Linked DNA regions of Mus musculus: region 2 is linked to region 1. The links are chromatin contacts, called in public HiChIP or PLAC-seq maps. All regions are on one chromosome and are shown on one strand. Each heading gives the region's core, a stretch centred on a gene start, on an enhancer-like site or on the middle of the called end of the contact. The rest is flanking DNA. Distances are from core to core; before and after follow the strand shown.

Region 1 (5,381 bases), core at 1,174-3,673:
TAGATTCTCCGAGTGGCTGACTGTAAGAACGACTTAGCTTATGGGCTGGTGAGATGGGGCTCAGAGGGTAAAGGCACTTGCCCCCAAGGCCAAGAACCTTAGTTCGATCTCTGGGACTGACATGTGGAGGTAGAGATTTGACTCATGGAAGTTGTCCTCTGATCTTATGTGTGCTGACAAACACACACACACACACACACACACACACGCACACGTACACACGTACACACGTAATAAAGCACTTAAAAAAAAACCCAAAAACTTTGTTTATAATGCTATGTACCACATCCACAGGCAGCAGTGATCTGGCTCCTAGCATAAAAATTTGTCTCCCAGGGTTCTCACTGTCTTATCCATGATATTCTTCCTTCCCGTGGTTCTCAGCCATAAAGAAAAATAGAACAAAATAGAGGGTCAGAGGGTGGGGAGATGGCTAAATGAGTATGTGATTGCCAGACAACGATGAGGGTAGAGTTTGCATCCCCTAATACCACATAATGACAGATGGGTGTGGCAGCTGGCCTGTAAGTCCAGCCCCAGGAGGCAAAGAAAGAGCAAGCTGGCTAATAATACCAGCCACAATGGCGAGCTCTGGGTTTAACTGGGAACCAGCCTTGAGGTATAAAGCAGAAAAACAACTGAGAATAATTCCTAGCAGTACCCTCAGGCTTCCACACAATAGCCTATATCCAAGTATGTGAGCATCCACACACACACATGTGACCCCATGCATGAAACCATACATATCCACTCATGCAGACTGCACACACAAGAGAAAGGAAAGTAAGGTGTGCAGTCCAGAGAAGATGCTGGGGGTTTTTTTGTTGTTGTTTTTCTGAGACAGGGTTTCTCTGTGTAGCCCTGGCTGTCCCAGAACTCACTCTGTAGACCAGGCTGGCCTCGAACTCAGAAATCCACCTGCCTCTGCCTCTGCCTCTGCCTCCCGAGTGCTGGGATTAAAGGAGTGCGCTACCACGCCCGGCTGAAGATGCTGTTCTTATGTAGCCATCATACACAGGGCACAGAGATAGCCCATCCCCTCCTGAGATTCAGTTGTGGTTTTAGTTTGTCATCTCCATGAGAATGATCGAGAAGGTCAAAGCAGTCAGGTATGATGACATCTGCCTGTAATTCCAACACCTGGAAGGTGGGGACAGGAAAATAGACCTCAGTGTGCCGGTGGAGGTCAGAGGACAGCTTGCATGAGTCAACCCTTGGCTACAGAGTGAGTTGGAGGCCAACCTGGGCTACGTGAGAACCTGTTTCAAAACAATCAAATCCAAATAACAACAACCACCAAAGGACAAAAATTCAAAGTAGCCTGGTGTAGGAGCATACACCTGTAATTCCAGCAACTGTGACATTGAAGCAGGAGAATGGAGTTCAAGGATAGCCTGGGCTATATAAGGAGACCCTATCATAAAACAAAACAGAATAGAGGGGAACAAGGGGGCTGGAAAGATGACTCACGGGTAAAGGCACTTGCTATTCTTCCAGAGGACCCAAGTTGTCTTCCCTGCATCCAGAGCAGCAGGCAGCTCAAAAACAATGTAACTCCAGCCCCAGAACCTATGTACATGAGGGACACGCACACACATACACACAGAGACCCTTATATCAAACACGAATATACACACATGTATGCCAAACATGGAAAATAGGAAAAGGGAAAAAAGGAGGACTTATGCCCTCTTCTGTCTTTCAAAGGGCACCCACATCTCTCTCTCTCTCTCTCTCTCTCTCTCTCTCTCTCTCTCTCTCTCTCTCACACACACACACACACACACACACACACACACACAGAGTTTAAAAAATAATAAAAATAAATATTTGGCTGTTTGGCTGGGTATGGTGGTGCATACCTTTAATCCTAACACTCAGGAGCCAGAGGGAGATAGAACTCTGTGAGTTTGAGGTCAGCTTGGTCTACATATCAAGTTTTAGGCTAGTCAGGGCTACACAGAGAGATCTTGTCTCAACAACAACAACAACAACAACAACAACAACAACAACAGCAGCAGCAGCAACAACTCTTAAACAAAACAAAATAAAAAGCCCTCAAAGTAGAATTTCTGTTTTTATATATCCTTTAATCAATTAATACATTTATTTTTCTAGTGCTGGCATGTGACCCTGTGATCTTGAGCATGCTAGATGAATGCTCTACCACTCTACTTTTCCCTAATAGGGTAGATATGAGAAGACTGAAGATCTAACACAGGGCAGATGCAGCCTGGAAAGACTGAAGTCAGTACTACGGCGCCCACTGAGCAAGAGCAAAGTAGGATTATTCAGCCGTCAGACCTGGATTAAGTCTGGAAGAATCAGGCTGGGCTCTGATGGTTGGCCTGCCGCCTGAGGTGTGCTGCAGGCTCGTGATGGATGGAGGTGGTGACATTCTTTCCCTGATCCCGAACAGCCCCTGCTGGCCTCATTTCAATTCTCAGCGGTATCATGAGTCACCTCCTGGAAACAGAAGCTGCCTAGCCATGGCCCCTGGGGTGCTCTTAGGCAGGACTTTCTCTGCCAATCTAATCCTCCCGTCGCTCCCCCACCCCTTCCTAGGCTAGATGGGAGTGAGCCCGGCCCAGGAAAAGTCTTAGGCAGGAGGACAGCCCTCCCACTTGAGAACTCAAGTACAAAAGGAAGTCGGCACCTAAGTACTTTTACATACAGAGGGGTTCTGTAAATATTTATAAGCCGATAACACACACACTCACACAACACACACACCAGCTTCCTTTAACACCATCAAACAGGCAGGACACTGCAGTGTTACTCCTATTCAAAAGGCCACTCACTAACAGCCAAGACTCTTAAGGAAGAGCTCTACCCTCTTCTCACCACATCCTTCCAGCAGTACGTGTGTCCGTGCGTCACATACACGTGTGTGCATGGGTGTGGAAGCCAGAGAACAATCTCAGATTCCATCCTCTGGCACCATCCACCTTTTTCATTTTTAGAAATGATGTTTATTTGGGGGCGGTGTGTATGGGATGGTACGAAGTGGAGGTCAGAGGGTGAATCTCAAGAAAGCAGGTTCTTCTCCTACCATGGAAGTACGTGAGTCTGAGGTGATCAAACCTGCAGGCTTGACAGACAGCAAGTGCTGAACCATTTTATCGGCCCCATCTTATTCAGTCAGGATCTTACTTGCTAAGTAAGATAGACTGACTGACCAAGGAACTTCAGGAATCCATCTATCTAAAAAGCCTCTTTAAGTGGGGTTTGGGGGATCAAACTCAGATCCACCAAGCACTTTACTAAGCCATCGCCCCAGTCCCATCTTTCCCTCCCTTCTAAGCCTTATCCAATCTTTCCCACAAAGATGACCTTTCCTACAAAGATGGCGTCCACACCAATAATCCCAGTACCAGGGAGTCTAAGTCAGAATTGTCACCAGTTCAGGGCAAGCCTGGTCTCCATAACGATGAGTTTCAGATCGGCCATGGCTACATAATAAAACCCTGCTTCAAAAACTCTGAAGATGCAACTTCTCCTGAGCTCTAATTTTCTGTGTAAGTCCTTACCAATTCAAGACTGAAGTCGGGGGTGGGGGAGGGGGGGTCCCCAGCATCTAGTCATTTCCAGTTCAGGTTACTGATGATGCCATTCATACACCTTAGGTAAAACATTGACTCTGCAGAAGCCTTAGACTCAGAGAACCTAGAACCTCCCTCCCATCACCAACTCTGGCCTTTAGGTCCAGATTAGCCTGCTTTCTTTGGAGATGGATTCAAAAATGGTCCTCACGTAGCCCACAGTGCCCTCCAACTCTAGGTACAACTGAGGGTGGCCTTGAACTTTTGATCTTCCTGCGTCTAACTGCCTAGTGCTGGAGTCAGAAGTGTGCCACTTTACTCCGCTTAGGATTCTGGGGACCCAGATCAGGGCTTTGGCAAGCACTCCACCAACCAGGTGGGGTGCCTCTGCAACCCAAGCCTGAGTTCCTCATCTCACTATGCTCTGCAATGCGACGCCATGCAGATCCTTAGGCTGCTCCCTGAAGTACTGCAACCTCCCAGCCCCCAACACTGGGATTACCAGTGCACACAACCATGCCTGGTTTTCTGTTGTTGGATTTCCATTTTCTGTTCTTGTTTTTGGCAGGGGTGCATTGCTTTGTTTCTTAATGTAGGTTCTGAAGCTCAAACTCAGGTCTTCATGCTTGCACGGTAAGCACTGTATTAACCAAGATCTCTCCACAGCCCTTCGCCCACTGACATCATTTGTTTAATAGCTGACAGATCTGATTTTAGGGGACTCCATGTCAGACATGTTTCTGGATGAACTTCATGGATAAAGAAGCCTCAGACAGCAGCTCGAGCTGCCTAGCAGGAGTAAGGCTCTCAGGGCCAGGAGATTTCCTCTGGGAAACCCTTTCCTTGCTCCAGGCAGATAATGAGAAAATGATGTCAGCAGGGCTAAAATTAGGTTTTAGTGTTACTCTGTTGAGAGATGTGAAAGGTGACAGATAAGAGGGCGAAAATGTTTTCCAAGTGGCTTTTAAAGGCGGCCAAATATAACCGCTTCCCACATCAGTCTATTAAGGGGAGCACTTGAGACATCTCCCTCTTCAAAAGGACTCTCAGAAAAAAAGCCATAGTGTGCTCCCTACCTCCTCCTTGGCAAGAGTAGTCTTATGAGGGTCAGGCAGGCAGGCGGGTCTGCGGTACGTGTGTGGACAGAACACCACCACCTCCTCCTGCTTGGCCAAGAAATGGGTGTCCAGCTTCATGCATTATATCATTGGTTGCTATGGAAATGCCCCTGCTGGAAAATACTAGCTCATTACTAATAAAATCTGGCTGGAAAGTAGAGCAGGGTGCAAGGAGCAAAGGAATGCTCACGAGTAGAAGACACATGAAGATGCTAGGTCACTGTGCTGAGCATTAACTGTCAACTTGCCACAACCTAGAATCACCCAAGAAGGGAGTATCGACTGATGGACTGCTTAGATCAGTTTGCCTGTGGGTATGTCTAAAGGGACTGTCTTGCTCACTAATTTGACTCAGCCCACTGTGGGCAGCACCATTCCCTGGGCAGGAGGGTCCTGGGCTGTGGAGAAGGCTAGCTGAAAGCAAGCGGGCAGCATATATGCACTCATTGCTGTCTACTCTCGGTTGTGGAGATGGTGTGACCAGTTGCCTGTATGGTTTTCTTGCCATGATGGACGATAGCCTGGAATTAAGAGCCAAATAAGCCCTTCCTCCCCTAAATTGCATTTTTTCCCCAGGATATTTTATCAAAGGCATAGAAATGAAACTGGGACACTAGTATAGAAAGTGAGGTCAGGTGTAGTGGGGCTCCCCTATAGTCCCCAGCACATGGGAGGCTGAGGCAAGAGGATCCGTGGTTCAGTCCAGCCTTAGCTAGATAGA
Region 2 (5,557 bases), core at 919-3,418, 2.6 Mb after region 1:
ACATCTCCAGCCAGCCTGTGTGGGTGTGGGTGTATCTGTCTGTGTATGTGTGTGGTGTGTGTGTGTGTGTTTGTGGGGGGGGGGGGGGTGTTAAAGGTTGATTGCCAGCTGCCAGGGTTTTAGGGTAGTGATTACATCATGGAGCTCTTGATATCACCAGTGCATTGATCCATGGATACATTCAGAAATCATTTTTTTTTTATGGAGCAGAATTGGGGGAGTTAATAAAGACTTTTAGCATTTCTGTGTATTCTTTGAGGACTTCATACATATATACAGTGTGTCCTAGTCATACGCGCCCCTGCTAATCCACCCCTGCTTCCCGATCTCCACACCAGCACCCCCAACCCCATGTCCCCTATTGCCTGTTTTTTTTATTTTATCCCACTTAAAATAACAGAAGAAAAATAATTACAGAAGCTAGGTATGGCGACCCATGCTAGGAAGGAAGTGGAGAAGAGAAAAAGAAGAGATGAGAAAAGAAAAGAGAAAATACTTGTTGCCCACAGCATAGAGCACCATCTTGGGCCTGGTACTAAGCAACAGTGTGGCATCTTATTTGTCCTGCTGGCCACCTCTCCGCTCAACATTCTCTGCTACTGGGCTCCGAATGTCAGTGCTGGAAGATGAGCTGTGTGACTCCTCTCTGAGGACCACAGCCACCCAGCGAAGGCCCGAGAGACAGAACCAAGAACCGCAGGGAACTAGAGACATGGTTCTGTTGATAAAAGCACTTGCTGCTCCTACAGAGAACCCCAGTTTGGTTCCCAACACCCGTGTCAGATGACTCACGGTTCCTGTAACTCCGGCTCTGGGGGATCCGACACCCTCTTCAGGCTTCCATGTGCACCTGCACTCATGTGCACAGACAACAGACACAAATATACACACACATTTTAAAGATCTTCATAGAAAAAGAACTGAGGTCCACAGCTTCCTCCTAGGGAGCATCTCACTTTTCCTGGTGAAATGTCACTGTCACACAGGGTGGCTCAGTGGATCTGAGCACATGGAGATCGTAGACATGTACCAGCCTCAGATGCCTGAATCTAGGCACTCTCTCCCGGGTACCTGGGCGACACTGGGCATGACCGCGTCGTCGCACCAACCTAAAGTTCCTCACTGGACAACTTTCTAGGGGCCTCCGATGACCAGAAGGACCCAGGCTTCAGGAAGGGACACCATCCCCACACCCCAGCTTGCCTCCACGTTGTTGTTTTGATTTGGGCTTTTTGATATGGATTTGATTTGAGCCTAGGTTTTGCTTTGACCTCACAGCAGTCCTCCTGCCTCAGTCTCTCAAGCCGTGGGATTACAAGCATGCACGATCACACTGGGTACTAGAGATAGACCCCAGGGCCTTGTGCTTGCGAGGTGAGCACTCTACCAACTGAGATTCACCCCTAGCCCCATGGTGTGTGTGTGTATGTGAGCATGTGCACACACATGTGGAAGCCTGAGGTTAACTGTGGTTGTTGCTCCCTAGGCACAGTCACCTTGCTCTTTGAGATGGGAATCTCTCACTATTTTGAAGTTTACCAAATAGCTGAGGCCGGCTGGCCAGCCAGCAAGCCCCAGGCTTCCCTGTCTCTGCTAACCCACTCCTGGGATTACATTCAAAATGACTGCACCACGCCTTTTCACACGGGCTCTGGGAGTCGAACTAGGGTCCTTGGATTTACAAGGCAAGCCCTTTATTCCCAGCCTTCCCCCAGGCCAGTGTAGACCTCACCAAGTGTTGTCAGGTGGAGAACTAGTGCTTTAAAAAGCTTGTAGCAGTATTTAAAAAGAAAGAAAAAGAAAAGACTGCATAGGATTCTAAAAGCCAGGAGAGGGTGTGTTGACTCAGAAAGGAGTGAGCCTCCCATCCCTAGGTGCGTGCAAATGGAGATTACCCAGAATTCTTTGTAGCCCTGCCCCTCCATCCGAATGATGCCAGGAAGCCCCTCCCCTTTTCTGACACCAGGTCTTGTTATGCAGTACCGATTGGCCTTCAGTTGGATACTCTCCTGCTGCACATTGCCTCCTGAGTGCTGAGATTCAACCTTCCGCGATGTGTGTCTGGGTGTGTGGTGCATGCACGTGAATCCCTCACGCTCAGGCGGAAAGCGTCTCAGGACATTGAGTACCTCCCTCCATCAGTCGCCATCTTATTGCCCTGAGATAGGATCTTTCACCAATCAGCAAGCTCCTGGGATCCGCCAGCCGCTATCCCTCAGTGCAGGGTTACAGGCATGCATAACCATGGCTGGGTTTTTACATGGTGTTCAATCTCAGATCCTTACGCTCGCAGATTGAGCACTCTGGACCACTAAGCCTTGGCCTCCTGTGGTTTCAACAGGGACCTTGTGATAAACTGGTCCACTAATTAAATGAGCGCTTATATGTCTCTTCCTTCTGCTACATTTATTGGGTCCATCCATCCCTGAGATGGCTTTCCAGCTGATATGGTCTCCAGGTCACCCTCCCTGCCTGCCTTCTGGCTGCAGGTGTGTTTCTGAAACAGGGCCTGGCCTAGCCAAGGCTTGGGGACTTGTGGCCCAGGGTGCCCTGGGGAGAGGCCCGAATGAGGGGCCTCATTCTGCTGGATGAAGAAGCTGAGAGTAAACAGATCGGATTTCCAGAGGCAGTTAGGCCAGCCAGCCGGGCGGCCACACTGATTGAAGATAGGAGTGTTCTCAGAGGTGACTCAGTGCCTGGGCCCCTGATCCGGGCAGCCAGGGGCCCTGGCTTTGCCCGGGTAGTTGGCTCCAGCCAAGCCCAGAGGGAACAGCTGTAGAATTTGGAAGACCAACTGATAGGTGACTGCATGTCAATCCTCTGGGGTGAGCTGTCTTTAGTGTGGCCTGCTGCCAGCTCAGTGATCTTCCAAGTCCATTGCGAAGCAGGCAACAGCGAGAAACTGGATATGAGACATTTGTGTAAGAGCCTGGCCTAGAGGCTGGGGCAGGAGGATCTCAAGTTGCATAATAGCCTGGGCTACATAAGAAGAAAGGAAAAAAATAAGGGGGAGGAGGGGATACAGAGGGAGGAAGAAGATGAAGCAGGAGAGAGGGTAGGAGAGGAGATCAATGCTTTCAGTTGGCAGCAGGCAATCGGGCAGGTATAAAGAGCACAGCTGGGCCTGGAGGAACCCAGGCATGGAAGAGCGAGAATGGATGGCCCAAGGCTAGCAAGGCCCCAGGAGGCAGCTCCAGAACTGCCATGCACTGGAGAGAAGCCCCTTCAGGAGACAGGGGACAATTACCGTACCTGAGAAGGCATGAGACTCACAGTTCCCAGAAAGTTCCTCTGGGCAGCTAGCTAGGGGACCAATCACAGATCAGAGGCAGGATGGTAAGCTGTTACAGCCATCAGCTGTGGAGTGTGGCAGTCACTGGTGAATTTAACTGTGTGGAGAAAAGCCATCATCCAGCTGGCAGTGGCTTTAGGCATGTGTCCTGAGGAAGAGATGTGGATGAAGGGCATCCTTTTTTTAGAATGGAGGAATTCTGAGCCTGGAGAAGTGGTTCAGAGGCTAAGCGGACCCTCCTTTGCCCCAGCACCCACGTTGGGCAGCTCACAACTGCCTGTAGCCCCAGCATTAGGGAATCCCGTACCCTCTTCTGGTCTTTGTGGTCACCTGCATTCAACAAGCATAGACACACACACAAACAAACTCATAATTACAAATAAAATAAATCTTTTTCTTTTTTTAATGGAGCAATAGCTCATAGCATTTGCTGTTCTTTGACAGGTCTCAGCACCTACACAGCAGTTAGAGCCATCCATACCTCTAGCACCAGGAGATCCGATGCCCTCTTCTGACATCCTTGGGCAGCGGGCATATACGGGCTACACATACACGTGCAGACAAAACACTACACACCAAATCAATGTCTCTAAATATTATTTGGAGAAAACTTGAGCCCTGGGAGGGGAAGAGGCCAGGGGTGAAGTGATAGTTTGTGAGGGAAGTGATTCTTTAAAACAAGGCACATGGCTGTAGGGGTTTGAGAGGGACCCTCAGTAGATACCTGGAGCATAGAAACTGTGTTAAACCGAGCATGGTAGAACACAGCTTAATCCCAGCACTCAGTAGGCAAAGGCATGTGGAATCACTCTGAGTTCAAGGCCAGCCTAGTCTATAGAGCAAGTTCCAGAACAGCCAGGGCTACACAGAGAAAGCCTGTCTAGGGGTAGGGTGGGTGTTTAGAGGGCTGGATGGGTAGGGAATGGGGTCAAGTCTGGGAGAGGAAATGTCTAGTAATGAAGGTCATCCGATGATGGGACAGACACAGAGGCCACAACAGACTGACAGCGGAAAAGCTGGTCATCAGCCAAACGGAGTTTGAGTGGCATTGACCTAAAGAACAACGCACTTCAGTTACTAGGCAACCAGTCAACAGCCTCAGGCAACACCCGAGCTGGGCCCTCCAGGGAATGTCATTTGCAGTTAATAGTGTCTGGGTTGTGGGGAGATGGCCACAGGACCACAGATTGCTTAACCGCAAGGGTTGACTTCCAGTGTGTTTCTTACCTTCCTGCGTTGACAGAAAGTTGGGCATCCTTAGGGGGGGTGACTGGACTGTTGTGCAAAGCAAAAGGCATGGGAAAGTCATTGGGTCTCCAGTCCCATCAGGAAAGGGAAGGAGAAGGTGAGCACCTTGAACTCAGTGAGGACAAGGCAAAGAAAGACAGGAACAGATGCAAACTGGGGGTGTGGCTTCCACCTAGAATCCTCTAGGGGGTGTGGTTTGGTGGTAGACCACCTGTCTAGAATCCCCCAATGAGGATCTGGGGGCATGGCTCAGCATTAGCGAGCTTACCTAGAATAATCCTCCCAACCCCCATGAGAGGCTGGGGGTGTGGCTCAGTGGTAGAGCCCTTGCCTAGAATCCCCCAGGGAGGGGCTGGGGGCGTGGCTCAGTGGTAGAGCCCCTGCCTAGAATCCCCCAGGGAGGGGCTGGGGGCGTGGCTCAGTGGTAGAGCCCCTGCCTAGAATCCCCCAGGGAGGGGCTGCGGGCGTGGCTCAGTGGTAGAACCCCTGCCTAGAATCCCCCAGGGAGGGGCTGGGGGCGTGGCTCAGAGAGAGTGCTGGCTCAGCATGCAAAGCCCTGGGTTTCATCCCTGGCACTTCAAGAAAGCAAAACCAGGTGTTGTAGAGCATACTTGTTACCCCATGACTAAGGAGGCTGAAACAGAAGGATAAGGAGTTGAAGGGTGTAAAGAGATTGCATTTGCTGTTTCTGTAATTCTCAGTGTGACCCTGCCTGATCTCAGATGTACAGCAGTCCTCTGAGGGGCTGGGATGTCAGGTGTGTTCATTCTGATACTCTACCAAGCTGGCACTGTCTTAACTATGAAGGAAGTTCTTCACATACTCAATATGAACAGACTTTGTGATGCATGATCAGCCCAAACCCCCGCCCCCACTGTCCTCCATCCCTAATACAGAGAGCTTCATACTGTGGGATCCCATTAGTGAGGAAAAGGAGGTGGTCCTTGAATAGTGCTCAGCCCCACAGGCAATACAGATGAACAGAAAGTGTCAGAGGAGGGAAGGGTGGGGAAAAAC

The links. HiChIP or PLAC-seq counts read pairs in DNA pulled down with a chosen protein or histone mark.
Region 2: an H3K27ac HiChIP or PLAC-seq map of embryonic stem cells shows a contact between it and region 1, with 8 times the contacts expected there. The contact joins two enhancer-like sites. A contact is called at or near these places in 3 of 115 datasets of contacts at active chromatin or transcription factors (embryonic forebrain and embryonic stem cells) and 1 of 9 other capture datasets (embryonic stem cells).

What each region holds. Positions count from the first base shown.
Region 1 is chr5:131,513,433-131,518,813 of GRCm38.p6, forward strand. All of the region lies in intron 6 of Auts2 (autism susceptibility candidate 2), which reads right to left. Among named protein-coding and RNA genes, the nearest start is that of Gm29681, 100 kb to the left of the region's middle. Within about 2 kb of position 2,424, at least 55 of the 459 cell types and tissues checked have an H3K27ac peak or open chromatin away from gene starts, as enhancers often do. A contact at or near this core is called in embryonic stem cells, where this site is marked.
Region 2 is chr5:134,116,968-134,122,524 of GRCm38.p6, forward strand. All of the region lies in intron 1 of Castor2 (cytosolic arginine sensor for mTORC1 subunit 2), which reads left to right. Among named protein-coding and RNA genes, the nearest start is that of Castor2, 20 kb to the left of the region's middle. Within about 2 kb of position 2,169, at least 32 of the 459 cell types and tissues checked have an H3K27ac peak or open chromatin away from gene starts, as enhancers often do. A contact at or near this core is called in embryonic stem cells, where this site is marked.